Linked DNA regions of Anas platyrhynchos: region 2 is linked to region 1. A link is a contact called in public Hi-C data. All regions are on one chromosome and are shown on one strand. Each heading gives the region's core, a stretch centred on a gene start, on an enhancer-like site or on the middle of the called end of the contact. The rest is flanking DNA. Distances are from core to core; before and after follow the strand shown. Region 1 overlaps NUDT4 (nudix hydrolase 4). Region 2 overlaps LOC110351475 (a long non-coding RNA gene).

Region 1 (2,871 bases), core at 315-2,814:
TTATTTGAAGATGCTTGTTCTACAGCTTCAGGATTTTCAGCGTTTGATGGCTTGTGTATCCGATGAACATTAAAAGTTCATGTCCTAATTTAAAGTATTATTAAACTCTGGGCTGAATCTTGTGTTTTGCCATGAGACTGCAAAGGAAAGTGCCACTTTTGATCAAAAGCCAGCATGGTATTCAGGGCTTTGACTTGAATCATGGAAATTCATACTAACCTTTCTAGAGATGGATGTCCTTTCTATTTTTATACTAAGGTCAGTATCACCTGGCAAGCTGGTTACAGTGCAGTGAAGTGAACTGTTAAGGGTTTTGTGAATGAATAAACTTCAAAGCAGGCACACTGTGGCACTGGTTTGAACTGTGTTTCTTCAGTCTTGGGTCATGCATAAACTAACCGTCAGTTACCATTAATTTATTAAAACGGAGAAACAGATCGTGGGTGTTGTAGTGGCAGTTCCTAGTGGTAGGAGTGTTAATAGTTCACAGTACGAGAGCCCACTGGCTCTAAAAGTCCCTTGGTTCCCCACCAAAATGGAGCATTTAAAATCCTTGTTTTAAAACACAGACGAAGATCAAATGTAGTCAAATATGTATGCACTGCAGTCCTACAGTCAGATTGTGTGACTTCAGATTTTTTTTTTTATCCTTAAGCTCTGTTTGTATTGGGGTTTTTACATCTAGTAAATAATGTTTCTGCTTTATCATTGTTATTTTCTATAAATTGAACATCTGTCTTTTATGGGTTATAGTAGCTAAGATTCCTTAGGTAACAATTCCTTTGGTACAAGTTTGTACAAACCTGAAACTAGGATAACAAAGTGAAATTACAGTATAAAGCAGTCCCAGAAACATATTAAACCTTGTTTAACTGTGGAGCTACTTTGTTAGTGAATTTGGAGCTTAGTCTTCAACAAGGTAGTATGAAAGGTAGAAATGGGAATTGCTTGCACACAGGGTGTTCAAAGGGAAACACAACAGAAATAATGGTGATTAAATGATTACGATCTTCCTCTCAAAAGGAATAAACACCCTCCCGTTCCCTTTTCTTCCATCTCACTAAAAAGACTCTTGCTCTATTTGTACCTAGTAGTATACTGAATTGCCAGCCAAAAAACATTCAATTCCTCCCTGACCTGTGGGAATACAGCTTCTGAGAAGAGGAGGCAGATTCTGATGGTTAATCTGCTGCAGCAGTGTAAGTGCCAGTAATGTTATCTAAGACCTCTCAAAGGAAATAAAGGAATCTGCTTTAGTGAGCAGCTAATAGTTGAAAAATGATTGGGTGTTCCAGACTGGAACTATGTAGATACTTAAAAGAAAAAAATAACATCCTTTCAAATTAAAGATTTTGACAGGCACAATGAAACACTGAGTTCTATAAAAGTATGCAGAAGAGAGCAAGGGTAGCCTTGCACTGTCTTTTCAGGAGAGTAGCCAGTAAAGTACTATCCAACAGATCCCACAGTTAAAATAACTCTTCTGTATTGCAGATTTTAAGCAACTTTCTGCCCTGGTAGACTGTTAGCCTAAAAATAAAATTCCAGTGTGACTCTTGCTCCATCTACAGGAAACCCAAGGCAAGCATGACTGCACCTCCTGCAGGGCAGTGGATCAGGATCGGCCAGCAGTGAGTGACCTCCAGGCCAAAAAAAATACGAGATAAAGTGTTTACTCCTGCGGTTGGATTTAGACTTAATATTAAATACATGTATACATTCAGATTTAAGGAATCTGAAATAGAAGAAATCTACCTGGTGCTTATAGACATGCAGTAACTTGTCTGATAAAGGAAATGCTGTTTATTCAAACTTCCTCTTGAAGTTTAGTGTCTTCAAGTAGCCTTTGGATTTTTTTTATTTAAAAAGCTGTGTTTTGTTTTAACAACATAATGGCTGTGGGAAGAAAGATGAAATTGTTCAAACTCTAGAATTTGCTATCGTGTTGAGTTAAAAGCTTAAAACTGGGAGTGTAGGAACTTTATTTGACATTCCAGGAAAAAGATAAAGCATTTCTTGGTCCTCTAGGACTCATTTATGATTTATTTTGAAGTTACTATGTAAAGGAAAGAACCTGGAGGAAATATTTTTGTTAGCAAAAGTACTTTTTAATGGTCTGTCAATTTAATGGCACTTTTTAAATTATGAAGATGATTCAGTCAAGGTCAGAATAGATTATTTGCAGAGGAAAAAAGTTATGAGACTTTTGTCTCTGTTAGAAGTTGCTGCCTTTTTATATTTTGGGGTATGAAAGTTTTGAAAAATGCTTCTGTCTGAAGGAATGGTGCTACGTTTTGGAAGCATGTATCTTTTGCCTAGAGATTAACTAGAAATCAGTGAGAGATCACATCTACGTGACACCATCTGGTTGGGCAAAAGCTTCATTCTGAGCTTTGGGGGATTTTTACACTTAATGTCATGGAGTGCAGCTAATTGTTTCATTCACAGTTACTCAGTTGAGTATTTGTTTAAACCACTGATTTGTATGGAGGGAGAACAGAAGCTGTTAAAAAGTAAATTCCTTGTGCTCCTTGTGAAATTGATGATAGATTCACATTGTGAATATGGGACACTAAGAAATGGAGAGAAAAAGAAAGCTCTGCAAGAAAGCTATTTAATATTGGTAATGGTGTTTGTGCCATGTGTTAGTTAATTTTGAGACTCCCACTCACTAGTTCAGAGAAATTCTCCTGTGTTTCTTGTGATTTTTTTTTTTGTCTGTCAGCATTCTTGTTGTCAGAGTCCTGCCCGTGATAGTAGTGGATGTAAATGCTTTCCCAGATCTTTGATATAAATAAGGCCTTGGCTAATTCTAAACTCCTGAAAGTTTGGGAGGATGTTTTTGGGTGGCTTTCTTTTTTTTCATTTATT
Region 2 (2,901 bases), core at 302-2,801, 130 kb before region 1:
GCTGCAATACCCAGGAGGATGCATCAGATGTGTGGGATCTCCAGGTGTCGGCACTTTCTTTGATATCTGCATTGCTGCAGCTACAGGGAAAGCTACGCTGTCTTCTGCTCCCTGCTTTGTGCATGAAAATAAACATCGGTCTCAACACCAGCATCACAGCACAAAGAAGGAAACAGAGGTAGGTATACAGTCAATGTGCCCATGCAATCTACTTCCAACACACGGTGGCCTTGAACCAGAGAGCTGATAAATGGCTGTGAGGGACAGTCCCGCATCACTGAAGGCACTGCCTGCTTTGCCACTTGCTATGCAACAACAGGCTCAGAAGCATGGGTATCACAGAAAGTGACAACAGAACAGGTAGGGGGTTGTCTAATGTTTCTGCCTAGACAACATCCTTTCAGCTTTCACATTATTTACAATTAAGCTGTAACAAATCAAAATACAACAGTACTCAGTGCCACATTCGCAAATCTTACTTAAGAAAAAGGTAAAAAAGAGTAAAGGAAAGTCACAAGTGTGTTCCTCCTACTAAGGAAAACAGGGATGGATGTGTTGTGGCTTTTACTATGTTCAGCATACCAGATGGTCAGAAGGCCTCTACCTCTTTTGAACAGTAGTGATCTTAACTCTGTATTCATCTCTTGAAAAAATACAACTGCAAAAGCATCACAGATAAATTCAAAAGATGAGGTGCCAAATTTACAAAGCCAAAGGATGTCTGAAACAGGACTTAAGTTTGTATCATGGAACCAGAAAATATTTCAGTTTGGAAGGGATCTCTTCAGGTCATCTATCCAATTCCCTGCTCAAAGCAGGTCCATTGCCAATAGTCTATCAGGTCACTCGATCAGGTTTGCCCTCGCTCTGAGAGCACTTTCTTGTGACTGAGGCTTTGGCAGCCATGATGTTTTTGCCAGCTGAAGCCATTCCTACTCCATGTCCAATCCAGCTTCTTGCACTGCCCTCCCAGCACAAACATTTGTGTAGTCTCCTAAGGAAGTGATTCAGCTGAAATATAATCTGGACCTCCAATATAATAATCTTTTTTTAGCTGGACCAGTTCCCCAGTCCAATTTATTCAGCAGTTCTACTCACAACTGTGCTAGCATGGTGGGGTGAGAGCCAGACAAGGACAAGCAGCCAAGTGGAGGAAAGGAAAGGAGGAGGAAGGAGGGAGGAAAATGCCTGCCTAAGCCAGAGCTGCAGATTAATGAATTCTATGCCAAGCCCAACCCTCAGAGAAGCAAGAATCAGCTCCCGGTCCAGCCCCTTCACAACTACGATTTCCTCTCTCTACAAGGGGAACTTCTGTACGAGGACTTAACAGAGTATGCAGATATAGATGAAAGACATAATAAGTACTGCTTATTTTCTATTTTCACATCCATTGAACTCAGGAGGGGAATTCTCTACCAAATATATAGGAGCCAGGTGAATCTGCACATCTGTTAGAAAGCAGAAGCTAGCACAAAGTTGGCCTGAGCAGAAGCATAAACGAAGCAGAATTTTCCAAGTGAAATAGCCAGACTGGCTGAGCTGCAGAACCCAGGGTGTCTCCACCCAGCATCTTGTGGAAAGGCACTCTCTTCAGATTTAGATCAAGCCTGAACAAAGCTGGAATCAACTCACCTACTTTGGATCCAGCTTTCCTATTTTTCACCGTATTTCCATATTTGTCAAAAAAAAACTCAAGACGTTATTCAAAATAACTGACAAAGAGAGCAACCCCTGATCACAATATTCTGAGTAAATTCCATAGTAGTTCTTGATTGGTACTGATGTGCTGAACGTTTCTTTATGCAATTGATCTTCATTAGCATTACTGCCAACGTGAAAAAAAAAAGACCTGATTCATCCCATCTAGCAGTAGGTATTTAATGCAGACATCTGAGTTGGAATCCCAGTCACACTAGTCTTTCTGTGTAGTCCATGAAGAATGATAAGCACCTGAGTGATAATTCATCCTGACACCTAGCTTATCAATTCTGCATGAGCCCAACAGAATTCAAGACTGCCCTATGAGCACTACTCAGCCCCTCATGCTCATCATAGGTCAGTGAGAGGCTAGATGCAACCTAAAGAAAGTCTGTGAGCAGACATCTGAGTCTGTTCTCAGTCTCTCATTTCTACTCACTGGAGTTGAAAACATAATTTGTAAGCCAAATACAAAGTAAACTAAATCTTGAGGTGCCAGAGACTATGTTTATTAAAATCAACACAATAATGAAGCCTGAGCTGATATTTTGAACTGCATGACTGACACTGAACAGCCCAGATTTGAGGATAATATTCCTAAACAGAGTAAAATATTCCCATATAGACTCAGCAGAAGCTGAAGTCTCCAATTAGGCCAGACTCTTATTGTTACTTCAACTTTAACATTAAATGTATCCCTGGAAAGACTTCCAGTCCTAGCAAATATGGAAGAAAGAACAAGTTCGTGGTTCTTAATTGTCAAAATTCCTAATACATTTCAGCGGTTCCACACAAGCAACACAGAAAAGCTGCCTTACCAGCAAGGAAGGGCTTTGACTAGAAACCTGTACCAAACTGTCAGCCTCTAATCACAGCTATATCACTGATTTCAGGTACAAATTAAAGGTGGTTACGAGAGCCAAGGCCCATGGATCAAAAATATCTAAGTACATAATAGACTCATCGTACATATGTTATACACAGACCTACACAAATCAAACTCTACTGGCAATATTTCTCAGTTAGTATCAGGAACATATTTGCATTTCCTTTTTAATAGAATACAGTAGTTAAAATTAATATGTTCCCTTCTTAAAGTATTAAGAGTAACTTAATTTTCTAGGATTGATTCTATGGACAGGATCTATATAATTAAGAAAAGGGAAAATATCTTAATTCTACTTCACTGCTAAATCTCATCCC

Evidence for each region. Hi-C and Micro-C count contacts between places; a contact is called where the count stands out from the background.
Region 2: a Hi-C map of subcutaneous adipose tissue shows a contact between it and region 1, with 2.1 times the contacts expected there. The contact joins two enhancer-like sites. A contact is called at or near these places in 4 of 8 Hi-C or Micro-C datasets (F1 follicle, liver, skeletal muscle and 1 more).

What each region holds. Positions count from the first base shown.
Region 1 is chr1:47,566,109-47,568,979 of IASCAAS_PekinDuck_T2T, reverse strand. The region is part of intron 2 of NUDT4 (nudix hydrolase 4); the gene reads left to right. Among named protein-coding and RNA genes, the nearest start is that of NUDT4, 17 kb to the left of the region's middle. Within about 2 kb of position 1,564, at least 1 of the 8 cell types and tissues checked has an H3K27ac peak or open chromatin away from gene starts, as enhancers often do. A contact at or near this core is called in subcutaneous adipose tissue, where this site is marked.
Region 2 is chr1:47,692,556-47,695,456 of IASCAAS_PekinDuck_T2T, reverse strand. The region is part of intron 4 of LOC110351475 (a long non-coding RNA gene); the gene reads right to left. Among named protein-coding and RNA genes, the nearest start is that of EEA1, 28 kb to the left of the region's middle. Within about 2 kb of position 1,551, at least 1 of the 8 cell types and tissues checked has an H3K27ac peak or open chromatin away from gene starts, as enhancers often do. A contact at or near this core is called in subcutaneous adipose tissue, where this site is marked.